Regions from separate parts of the Anas platyrhynchos genome. Here region 1 is linked to region 2. A link is a contact called in public Hi-C data. All regions are on one chromosome and are shown on one strand. The core of a region is the stretch at or near the end of the contact, and the rest is flanking DNA. Distances in the headings are between cores, read along the strand shown. Region 1 overlaps LOC110351498 (a long non-coding RNA gene). Region 2 overlaps AGPAT3 (1-acylglycerol-3-phosphate O-acyltransferase 3).

Region 1 (6,102 bases), core at 2,879-5,378, 130 kb after region 2:
CACAACCTGCAAAACTGTGAGGGAGGGGGCAGCCTTTGATTGATGTATATTTTAAATGTTAGCCTTTGCTCCAGTTGAACCCACAACCAGTTAATGGCAGCCCCCATCCTCAGCTGAAGAGCCCCTACTGAAAGCTTCAAGACCCTCTTTTCCCCATAAGAGGGATACATCATTGTCTCTAAATCATTTATTTAATGGACCTAAGAGGAAAGGCTTGGTTTTTCAGCACTGAGTAAAGCAGAGCACTACTCGACTTTTGGATTGATCTGTCTTCCTAGTCTTTTTTTTATCATTATGTGTTTTGACTGAGGCACTCAAGTTACTCCAGTTGTGAGAAGAAACAGAACAGCATCCCAGGAATTTGCTGTCAGCTTGTTCGTTAACAAGACCACACAAAGCCCTGCTCTCCCAGAGAAATCCCAAGCTAAATCCCTTCTAGCCAGCCTCCATCAAACTCTTTCACAAACTCATGTGAGCATGCTTACACATCCAATGCCCCAAGTAATATTCAGCTAAAAAAATATAAAAAAATTATCCAAAGCACTGGATTCCCGAGCATTTGTCTTTGGTAAGCCCATAATGCTGACCAAAACCAGTTTTGCACAGTAAGCTCTGAAGAGCAGCATTTGAATTGAGTCAGGAAGGTGTTCAATCTGTAGTAATGCTTTGAAGACGAAAGGTCTCAGCTCTCCTCCGTCCTTCTCTGTTAATGAGCACATGCATCAAGAGGCAGAGCGGTGGCCTGTGCTACCTGCCAAACTGATTGCTGCTGCTAATGAGCAGCCCTGATTAAAAGCTGTTTGTTTCTGTCCATAGCAGTACTCTTAAGGAAGATCCTGTAGTAAATTAGGTTGTTAGTGAAATGATCATTAGAGTGTGTAGGTTGTTAGAGTCTGTTTGAAAGCTGCTATAATAGGGGTAGAGTTGAAAGTGCTTTTAATTAATTTAGGGTCAAATAGTCCCTGGGATGTGGAAGTGATCTGTCACTATCTCCCCCAAATTATGCATCCAAGAAAAGGGCAAGAGCGGCATCAGGACTGATCAGACAGCAAACGGCAGGAGGTAATTAGCTGCCCCAAATCTGAAGAAGAGGCAGCAGAGAGCATCATGCACGTTCACATGAGGGCAGGAGGTATACAGGCGGTGACAGATGGGCTGCCTCTGCTCAGGCCACCACAGGCTCTGAGGTTCAAAGCACATGAGTAACATTCAGAGTGCCAAACACCTCCCAAGGGCTGGATCGGGCTTGGACCAGCCCCTTGCAGTAGTAAGAGCAGTATGAAACAAGAGACATAAAGCAATAATGAGCTGCACACCTTGTATCTGTAGGCACAGCGTAGATCTAAGGAGCATGGACAGCAGTAGTGGGGAGTCGTGCAAAACAAATCCAAAGCTTTAGAAAGCAGTCGGTGTGGGAGGTATCTCCAGTGAGTTGAAAACTATCAAGGAAATGGTGGAGAGGAGTACCACCTGCCCCTGGCTGCCCAGGATGAGCCCTTCATGGTAGAGTTGTAGCTCACCCCACAGACTGTCCCCAGTACTGCCCGTAGCACTGGTGTGAGTGAGGGAACCTTCTGCCTGCAAGAGAGCCAGGTAAGGGAGGTGTTTAATCACACAGAATCACCTTTTCTAGGTTGGAAGAGACCTCAAGATCATCGAGTCCAACCTCTGACCTAACACTAAGAGTCCCCACTAAACCATATCCCTAAGCTCTACATGGCTGGACCTAAAGATCTTAGAGGTCTTTTCCAACATGACTGCGATTCTATGATTGATTCTACTGAGCTCCCTAGGCATGCAAGGGAGAGAAAGCAGAAAAACAGGGGCTGAAACTGACCCTTCGTTTCTAAGGATGGCCAACACAGTCCCACCTTGGCCATGCTGGTCTGGTGCTCTGAGTTGGTATGGACTCCAGAAAAGCTCTTCGTGCACCATGTATGTTTGAGGTCTGAGGGCAGTGTGATTAAAATGCATAGATTTTGACAGATCTGAAGGAGGTGGGTAGCTGTATATCGTGACATAGCCATGAGCTACAAGGGAGGAGTCTGGGAGCCTGCCTGAATGCTTAGCAGAGCATCGTGTTGAAGGGATTTACTTGCCTTGCACTAGTTATCTGGATATGTTTATAAGTTCCCTGCAATGGCTAGATAGTTGCAGGAAGCATCTAAGACCTTAAGAAATGCATCTATAAAACCAGATGCTTGGTTAATGAGGTTTTCGAGAAGTCCAGCTAACAGTTATTGAACAGATAACAAGTTTAATATTGAAGAGCACCAGTAACCAATTTATTTCTTTAATAAACTGTTACTAAATTAGAATTTCCCATTGCTTTTCTCTGTTCTTTAACTCAAAGTCACAAGAGGGGAAAAAAAATAATGAAAGCAGATCACAACACCTTTGCACGTCTCAGTTTTCAGTATGAATGCAAAGCAGGGAAGCGAGGAGGGAGAACAAGCAAGCATTGCAGGATTTGAAGCAGAATGAGGGGTGACTAGACACAGAGGAAAATATGTGGAACAGATCAAATAAGACACTGCAGGAAACTTATCAAAGTATTACAAAATTACAGTAGGTTGGGTAATGGTGACTCATGGAGAGCAAGATCTGACTGCTCCTAAAGGGAATTACCAGCGGATGGAAAGAAATACATCCTCCAAAGACAAAGCTGGTGGCACAGGGCAAGGAGTCCAGAGGGTGGGAGACCTGGGCAGTGCTGGGCTGAGCAGCAGAGGCAAAGGTTCCCCATCGAGTTTCCCATAAAGGATGTGATTTCAGCCTGGCAAAAGGAGGTAAACACAGGTCTTGGGGCTCCTCATCATATTTTCTTCTGTGGATGGCTGGGGTGTGAGACGGCCAGAGCCAGGAATAGTTTGACAGGAACGTCTGGCAGTTTGGTGGGGCCTCAAACAGTGAGAGGGTGGGTCAAATCAAGAGGGGAGGAGGCTCTTGTGGAGGCCGGTTTAACTTACGACTTTTCCAGGAGAGACAGAAACCAGTGCCAAACACTGGGCAGGGAGCAGTCTGAGGTGAAAATAGGTAGACCTCAGCCCCCCTTGGTCAATGTTCACCTCTCTTTCAATAAAATATAATAATTTAAAAATATGCTAAACTCATGACATGAACTACATACAAAACATCACCTTTTTTTTTTGTTTTGTTTAGAAAAGCAAATGTTAATAGTAAGCAACAAGGAAGAGAGCTGGTGGGGACAGAGTTACTACTATGAAAGCATCTTGGAGAACCAGGGAGGTTCATCAGTGTGCCATCAATAGAAGTGTTTGTTGCATGAGTGTGAGGGAGCAAGGCTGCAGAGCATTGATACCTTCAAGTGGTATTGCTAAATAACCTTGCAGAGGAATACTCCACATTCCTTCTCTGTCTTTTCAATGACCCTATGTGGCGAGTACCAGGTGGTTTTTGGAAGGAGGAATTTGACCCTAAGCTACAAAAAAACAACATGCACCATGAACAACTCTGCTTTGCATTTCTTTAAGACCACTGGGCTTCAATTCCCAAGTTATTGTTTAGCTTGTCCCTGGCTCCTGGACCAGCACAGGGCAAAAAGCACCCTTCACCTCAATGCACACCACAAGAGTTCAGCGAGGTTTTGCTCCAGTCCCAAGGTCAGCATGAAACTGCTCCTGAACCACTTCTGTGTCTTTGAAAGTTTACTTAAACGGGGCACCGTGTCAGTAGGCTAGTCTGGAGGGGGTGAAGAGCTTTCCAGACCTGATAGCCCTCGGGGGATGGAATAACAGAGATTTCTACCCACTGGGCATCTCTTGGAAAACACGTTAGCAGAATTGCTGGCTATAGCTGAAACACTTTCAAGGGGCAGTGCTGGAGGTACCCTGCACATGCATGTACAGGCATTGTAGCCTTACAGCTCTTGCCTGCTCCATCCCCCCTCTCCAGGGCTTATGAAAGATTTCCCCAGGCTGATTCCACAGTCCTGAGGTGGAATTAGAGCCTTCAAGAAAAAGGCAAAGAAAACCCCAGTCCTTTAAAAGTGAATTAAGACCAAAATCAATTTATAATCATGAAGGTCATGGGTTAATGCCTTGGATTATGAGTCACTTCATTTTGAAATGGAAACCACCATACAGTTCCTCTCTTTCAGCCTTGCCTTGGCTCTTTGCAAGCCCACACAGAGTGTCAGCTAATTAAAACCACGTTTTAAGATGAAAAAAAGGGTTAAAAGACCCTCCAAAAGCCAAGATCCTTCTTCCTTCCCTGCTACACTTCAGCTCCAGCATTGAGCACAGCATGTGGGGCCACACGGTGCCCTGAAGGTCAGCACTTCAGGACAAGGTTCACGAACTGCTGAACTACAATCTGAATTTCTTGACTGCACAGCACCCTCGAGACCTGTGTTCCTGGACTGCCACAGCAGGCACCACATGAGTTTCGGGGTTTCCCATGTGGGATGCACCTTCAGACAATTAAACACATGCTCTACTCATCAAGGTTTTATTTGATAGAGAGCTCACTCAAGTGAATTTTTTGCAAAGGACAGAAGGGGGAGCCTTTTACTTTATCATAATCTGTCCTGTTTTTCTGCATGTCTATTATAACAACAACTTGCTATTTTTAGATGAATTTTGTGTAGTCTTGGGCAGTCAGCTAGCTAGAGCCCTTTCAGTTTGTTTTTCCCCTTGCTCTCCAGGGCTGACAGAAGACCAAAGGATGAGAAGGGTTTATCAGTATCAGCTCAACGTGACTATGCTGCTCTAATGATAACTCGAGAGTAAACCCTGGGCCCAGTCACGCTAAGTTTTAAAGCGTTTAGATTATCACTTGTGCTTGTTCACTTAAAATGTGCATTCACCACAGATTAACGAAAGTTAAGCAGTAACCAAACTGCAATAAAATCACTCCGCTTGGTCCACAGCCAAACCCTTTTTCTTCTGAGGTACAGGGGTCTCTTAGGGAGATTTGCTGCACATTGATTCCACGAGGGGACAAATGCGTACCTATACACACACATCACTGAGGTACATGAGCATCCCAGAATCATTTGTACAGCTATGAGAGACAAAATATACTCATTCCATGGAAAATTGGAGGCCGCAGAGTTATTAAAGGAGAGCAAGAGGTGGTTAAAACACACACACACACACACACCCTGCTCATATTAATGACAACCAGCTGGGCACAGCAGCACAGAGAAATCATTGCCAGCAGGTTGGTCCAGCTTAGCCTCAGCCCCATGCCAGCCCATCTTCCTTCAGTTTGCTGTTCAGGTGAGGTAGATTTGAATACTTGTGGTACCTCTGCACAGCCACGCCAGTGCCAAATCCAAACAGCAAGGACCGGCCAGGAGCCTCTGTCCCACAGCAGGCAGACAACATGTGCTCGGCTTGGTCCTGCTGGGTTCACAGAGTCATAGACTCACAGAACCACAGCCTGGTTTGGGTTGGAAGGGACCTTAAAGACCACCTGGTTCCGCCCCCCTGCCATGGGCAGGGACACCTCCCCCCAGCCCAGGCTGCCCAAAGCCCCATCCAGCCTGGCCTTGAGCACCTCCAGGGATGGGGCACCCACAGCTTCTCTGGGCAGCCTGTGCCAGGGCCCGACCACCCTCAGAGTTCCCTGCATGCTGCAGCTGTGGCTAGCCATAAAATAGGTCTGGAGGTGATATTGGTGTCTGGAGAAAGCCCAGACACATTAGTGACAGGGGAGGTTGGTGTGGGCTTTTGTTCTTTCACAGACTGAAGGTAGGAGGATAATGCCTGAGCAAGTGCACTGTGATGCCACCAAAGATGAGCAAAGCCAGGATTTCCTTGAGAAAACAGGCTCACTCATGGGCTCCAAAATAAGGAGGGGGAGGGATAGTACCCCAGGCATGCCACAGCACCCCCAACTCCACCCCACTGACTGCCACATTTGCCCACCTGCTTGCAAGTCCCTCATATCTGTGACATTCAACTGCTTCACACACAAGTGAGTTTACCTCACAGCTCTTCTTTACAAGACAGAAATGTTATTCCCTTGTCTACAGGGGCAGAAGTATGGGGGCACAGAGATAGCACTGACTGTGGAAGGTCACGTTTTACTTTCACTGGACCAGGACACTCTGCCTCTTTTCAGGAAGGATCCTGA
Region 2 (6,784 bases), core at 3,349-5,848:
CCTTCAGCATCAGCTTTTTGTGCCTTCCTAACTGCGAGACATCACAACACCAGTAGTCTCAGAGCTCTCCCACCAGCTCCTTAAGAGGTCAACGTGATGCTGTCTTGGAATTGCAAATCCCACTTTGAGAGCAATATCGTTGTTCTTCACGACAATGATGGGTGCTGCCATGGCCCATGTTAGCCACCTTCAGAGTCAATGCTGAGATCCATGAGAGTCAGCTTGCAGGTCCATACTGGAGGACATGGCATTTAATCTAAACGATCAAGCAATAAATGAGTGTTTCGAAAGCTGGAGAGAGAAAGTGATCCTACAGCTTGAAGTTTATTAAACTTAGCGTGGTTGAAAAGCAAAAGACAAAAAAAACATGATATATTTTTGTTTATTATTGCTCTTAAAGGGCTTGGTAGTCAAATATACAAGCTATAATCTATTAAACCAGAAGAAAATAGTGTCAGATATAAAATCTACGCTCACTTTTCCAATCCAAGCCACCTGCTAATCTTCATTAGTGACATTAACTTCAGCTATTTCCAGTTATTTTAATTTATACATACTCTGTGTATGTGTGCACTCGTGCGTATATAAAAACTCCTATTTGAGGAGATAAAATTCAAAATGAAGAGATCTGTGTTGTTTTTCACTGTTTTGTACATTACTGTATATTTCGGTTTTCCAAATGGTTACTGATATGTCCGTTTAGAAGAGCAAATTAAGTAAATGATGATGCATGTATTATATTTTGAAAAGAAAGCATGACCAATAAGTTATAGGAAAATATGAAACATTGATTATTCTCCCCTTGATGTACATGCACTAATCCCATGATTCTTAATAAGGAGTTACATGCACTAAGAGGAGAAAAGAATCCCATAAAGAGAAAGGCTCTTAATTCCCTTCTCCTGTAAGCACTCCCCCTCTTCTCAGCAATAAGAAGGGATTTATTTTGTTGAATTCTTGTCATGCCCTATTAATATACCACCCAAAGTGTAAGTATAAAACAGCCAGTGGTCAGCCTGCTTTGCAAGCCTCGCTTTGCTAAGCTGGCACAGTTTATATATACTCAATACCATCTTCAGGAAGCAAGTATACAGCATTTGTAACATCTTTCTAACAAACACGAATTATATCCATTACTGAATTACTTATGGGGGAAAAAAAAAAGGGAGGGGGAAAGAAAATAAAGAAAAGCTCACTGGTTTTAGCCCTCTGGTTAAAAAAACAAGGAAAAAATCAGAGTTATATTTATCAGCATTTAGAATTCTAACCATATTTAAAGACAGAGTACAAAAACACTCAGTAAGGAAAACAGAGTCATGGCTACGATCTGTTCTCCTCAATTCCCAAATCTTATTCCAATTTCCACCACCATGAACGACAGTTTTGTATCCCCTGTCTTAGGGAAGGCTTTTTGTAGGGTAGAAAGATGACACACTAATGCTGGAGATACAGGTACAATGATTCAGTGAGGATGAGTCTCAGGAGACAGACAACACGGGTCATCCTTCAAATCATTCTGTTGGAAAGACCACTAATAAAAATCAAGTGCATGACAGAACAGTGACTAATGATCCACAGTAAAATATTTTTCCAAGTTACAAAATTGCTCTTCTAGACAGAAAAACCTGTGGGAGAAGAGGTTACATTCTAACAGAGTAAATATGAAAAGAAGGTAGATGATTACTCTTATTGTGATTGCTAGAGCAAAGACGAAAAATAACAATTGGTGCTCTGATAAGATCTGCTGTTTGCAAAAGTGAGATAAATATTCTAAGTGGCAGCTAAAATAGCAGACCTCAAGGGTTGGCTTCTGCCCTCAGCTGTAGGATCTGCAACCCATTTCACCAACTTCTGAATATAGCCAAATGCAGATTTTGGCCTTCAGACAAACATATAAGTAGCTCCCACCTACTTGAGAATAATTCCGCAGCAGTGCATACAGCAGCGATCTGCAAAAATCTTAGAATGTGCGTTTATGAAAAAATAAGAGGTACAGCCATGATTCTGATCTCTATTTTAGTGAAAAAATCCAAAGGACAACAAGCAAAACTAAAGATATTTAAATCCCTGAAGAGACCCCACACTCATTCTAATGCTTAACAGCACAACTCACCTTGCAATATTCTTCACATTAATATCTATAACACGACCAAGTAGAAAGTGCAGCACACCCTACCATTACAGCACACAGGGTAAGATCCTGGCCCCCACTGGAATCAATGTCAAAACTCCCACCAGAAGTTCAAGAGATACCGGTGTTTGGAATCTGATTGCTACAGACCTCTCCTTTCAGAATGTTTGTAATATACAACATTTTGAAAACTATTGTGCTAGTTTCTGCTGTTATCCCCCAGTTTACTGAGGGATCTTGGTTGAACTGGACTTTGGTGATGACAGACGTGAACAGAAATAAAAGGAAAAAAAACATCAGGACAATTGAATAAATTTCCTTCTTTGCACAACTCCAAATCCCACGGTCAAAATTAATTCAGGAAACAAAACAAACGCAAACAGATTCAAAATTACATACATACACAATGTGAAACGGGGCTAACAACACTCAAGACTGAGGTAATACTTAGAAATTAAACAGCCTTGAGCAATTGGCAGGAGATATGATGATAATTTTATACTCTTTTAATACTAGTGGATCTGTTCTACGTCACGTGCTGATCAGTAACGCCCTGCTTCCAAACTCCATTGTGTTCTCTTGTATTATAGAAGTTTTAAGATGTTGCCTGAAAATAAAACGTATCAGTGTAACATACAAATAGGATTTAATCTGTAGCCATGAAAACACAACCTTTCCAAAGAGACTAATCCAGTGAACATCTATAATTAATTAAAGAATGGTTTTTTCCTGGATCATTAATAAAAAAGTTGAAAATCAACAAACGCAATGTTGGCTTTAGCAAGAGGAAACATTCAATGGCTCCTGTTGTAAAAGTGAGTGTAGTGCTCTTGACAGAAACCAGTGTATTCAGTCATCTGACGATGCACATGGCCATGCCCAATGACCTCTCTTCTCCCCCCACCCATGGACCCCCAACAAAGCAAGAAAAATTAATTTCCTCCTCCCCCCCACCCCAGATTTTCTCCCATAGTTTGACTACAGTAATCCTTAAACAGGCAGAAAGTTGATGCGTTCTTTTCAGTTGATGCCTCCAAATTCTTCATTCTTGGCTCAAGTTTTATTCATTAATATTAGTCATCAGTTATTAAGAAAAAGATAGTTTCTAAGTGTTTGTTTTTTTAACTGAAGTTAATCAGGTACCATAGTCTGGTTATATGTGCTGAACTGCAGCTGTCAGTTATTCCTTTTTCTTGAATTCTTGGTTGCCGTAGCTGGAGCCTTTTTCTATTTCAGTTACTCCTATCAGTCTACGAACTCCAAAGGAAGCTTTAAAACACAACAGAGAAAAGGGAGACATATTAAAACCAGTTCAAGGATATAGGAAGTTACATGTAAACACACAAGAAGAGTTATAAGTTATTGAAAGCCTGAAGTCAGTAGCAATTACAAAATGCTGCTTTTCAGCTGTGCACTGCATGAAGCTGCATATGAACTTTAATTTTATTTTTAATTTTTTAAGTATCACAAACAAGGTGCACAGTCAGTATTTTCTCCTTTAGGCACCAAAGCAATGGGCTACAAGACCCACTTGCTATTGATTGCTACAGATACTGCCTAAAATATGAAGGCAAGTCTGCCTGGATTAATGCTTTTCAAGTGATAAAAATGCTATATAAGATAAAAAGACTACATAATGAGCCCCAAGTACTCTTCTGCATGTCCCATTGATATTCATTAATACACAGAACTTAAAGCTAACGGATCCTGTTACACGTTACTATACTTAACATCTCTGCTTTTATTACCTGCTCCAACAAATCCCAGGAATGCAAGGATAAGAAGAGGTGATCCACTTGCAAAAACTCCAAAGCCAAACGTGAAGAGAGGCGAGAGGAGAACTGTGGCCCAGAAAAGAAAGTTTAGGAGAGTCCATGGTCTCCTAGGAGGTTTAAACTGCTGGCCAGGAAATACGCCTTCCTGATTATACATCTCTTGCAAAGCATCCTGAGAGAAAGAAGACAGATGAAAAAACATTCATGATGTTTGCATTAAGCAATCCAAGACTAGTCAACTCCAGAACAACATCAAGGATGTCATCTGTGGTAAATGTCTGTCAAGACTACATGGCATCCATTTCCATCTGCTGTTTTTGCATTTTTGCTGTTTGGGCATTTCTGTTGGCTGCCAAGGCTACTGTACTAGTCCTTTGAAGGCCATGTTGGTCACAATAAAAACTGAAACAATATTATCCTTTCCACTACCAAATATGTTCATCTGCTCTCTTAATTTCTCAGGAATTTAGGGCAGTGTCAGGCCAGGGGTCAATTCAGACAATACTTGCCTTTTTGCTGGATGTTTTTCTTCCTGTTTTTACTTACTAAATCATGTTGACTTTTCTGGAAGTCACAGCAGAAAAGTGCTACATATACAACTAAAAGAAGGCAAAGCACAAGCTGACCAGCTTAGACAGCACTGTACATAACCACAAAACTTCAACAGAGCAGTTGCATTCTCAACTGAGCCTGCAGACAGATGCAATCACAAAACAACTAACAGGAAGGAGTGGCATGCCCATATTCCCCCTCCGGTTTGTATGACTGCTCTGTGAGATTTCCAAGCCATTACCAAGGATGGTTCAGGTTAGGCTATTTCTTTTTTTTTTTTTTTTCCTCTACTTAAGCTGTTTTCTTTTAACTTCCCTTATGATGGGGCTGAGAAGCTCAAGGCATTTCTTGCCAATAACACAGCCTTTTGAGGACGTACCTACTGTACAGGAGCACTGTACACTGCATCGATTTCAAGGATTCCAGTTACAACATATTGCTCCCACCATAAGATCAATATATACAATACCCATATATATAAATAATACCTCCCCTGACAACACCTCTCGCCGAAGTTGAATGAAGTACAGCAAACATCAGCAAGGAACACCGAGACCTCCATTTGCAAGCACAGCAGAGCACTGTGCCCAAGGAACAGAGCCAAGCAGAGTGGATGCTCTGGGCTGCACCTGTATTTACTGCTTAACAAAGAAACTGAGGAAGAAGGGCCCTCAACAACGCATCTTGATGTTTGCTCCTCAAACCACACAATTTCAGAAGGAATTCTCACCTCTGTGAGTCTCTTCGAAGACAAGGGAGTTAGATAAAGGCACATACATGATAGCAGGAGACAGGATTCAAGTGTCTTTTTTTCTTTTTTAAGCTCTCTAATCCTGTATTACACTGACTCACAAGCCAGTTTGATAGCCCTGCCGAAGGGAGGTGTGGTACTAGGGGGGCATATGGATGATGGTCGCTACTGCTCTTTGTAAGGTAACTTCTCTCCACTTGAATCACATTAGAGTTTAGGTATTCAAACAAATTAGGTTAAAATGAACAAAATGAAACTTCCAGACCCTTATAACTTGCTGCCTACATTTTCCCTCACAGAAGAGTAAGATACACATTTGAAGCTCAACAATCTACCAATTAGAGCTGGGCAAAGCAAATTACAGTTCTCTCTTCCTCCCCACAGGACTGTTCAAGTCTGCAGTCAAGAAAGTAACCATCTAACAGAATAAAAGAAAAATGAGAGAAACCTTTAAGCCCTCCAAAGGCCCGCTGGCCTTGTGGTACATCAGTCCCTGGCAGCAGATCTCTGGGACTATCTGTACTGTGTCACAGACCACTGCACTGGTATCACATGAAGGCAGGAGGAAAGCAACATGAAAGCAAAGGACAATTACGGCAAAGAGCCTCGAGTGGCTGCCCCAACATACAGTTCTTGAGTACGTAAAAACGTCACAGGGAATATGGAGCTTTTAGAAGTGTATGACAGAGATCTGGGAGATGAAGAACATAAGGAGATGGTAGATTGCTATTAGTCTTCACAACTCAGCCTCAACTCTGAATCCCATTGTGCTTCCCAGCAATTTGAGGCCTACTCACTAGCCATCCCTCTGTGGCCAAGGGGCTCCCTTACAGCTCGTCTGCAATGTTCCTTCCAGCAGTCTGAAGGATGGCTGCCAAATTATTTACAATATTTTCATCTCTTCTCTCCCCTCAGAGGAATGGTGGGCATTTCTCAGTTCCTTAACACACTTCCCTAGAAGTCCTGAAAGGGAGAAAAGAAAGCAAAGCCATTTACCTTTTCTTGGTAAAGCTTATGAAGCCAGTTTGCAGCTTCCTTTTCATCTTGAGGGATATCTTCCAGAGGAAATCTCCTAGTTTAGTAGAGAGATTAAAAAAAAAAAAGAAAAAGAATTAAGCCAAAATCTAGGTGCTTGACTTTAGACCTCTATGAGGGAAGACTTCCCATTTAATAAAGGGCACAAACTAGAAGTAATACTGTCACCAATGGCAGAGCTCTGAAGTGCAGAAGAACTGGGACTTTAATAACCCCTGATCCTCTGCCAAAAACACAGATTCCTAAGTCAAACTGTATCAGCATCCATCAATTTTAGAGCACATTAGTTAAGTAAGCATTTCCTATTAAAACGCTATTGCCCTCTCACTGGAACCACCACTGTTTGATTTCCAGTGAGCTCAGAATGAAGCACCCAGAGCTGGAAAAAGTCAAGCAAAAGTGACAAAACCCAGGATAACTGTTTGTTACATTCTGCTAATGAGGGGAAAAAATGAAGAAATGAGAGGTGGGTGGTTAAAAATTCACTGTGTACCAACTCTAAGGAAAACATCTTCTACAGAGGCTGCATTTCTTCTCTCC

What was found. Hi-C and Micro-C count contacts between places; a contact is called where the count stands out from the background.
Region 1: a Hi-C map of skeletal muscle shows a contact between it and region 2, with 2.2 times the contacts expected there. The contact joins two enhancer-like sites. A contact is called at or near these places in 2 of 8 Hi-C or Micro-C datasets (liver and skeletal muscle).

What each region holds. Positions count from the first base shown.
Region 1 is chr1:124,974,448-124,980,549 of IASCAAS_PekinDuck_T2T, forward strand. All of the region lies in intron 1 of LOC110351498 (a long non-coding RNA gene), which reads right to left. Among named protein-coding and RNA genes, the nearest start is that of AGPAT3, 43 kb to the left of the region's middle. Within about 2 kb of position 4,129, at least 1 of the 8 cell types and tissues checked has an H3K27ac peak or open chromatin away from gene starts, as enhancers often do.
Region 2 is chr1:124,846,988-124,853,771 of IASCAAS_PekinDuck_T2T, forward strand. It overlaps AGPAT3 (1-acylglycerol-3-phosphate O-acyltransferase 3), which reads right to left. Exons shown (of 10, transcript XM_072028185.1): 8 at 6,206-6,281; 9 at 3,880-4,078; 10 at 367-3,400. The coding sequence ends at 3,312. Among named protein-coding and RNA genes, the nearest start is that of TRAPPC10, 21 kb to the left of the region's middle. Within about 2 kb of position 4,599, at least 1 of the 8 cell types and tissues checked has an H3K27ac peak or open chromatin away from gene starts, as enhancers often do.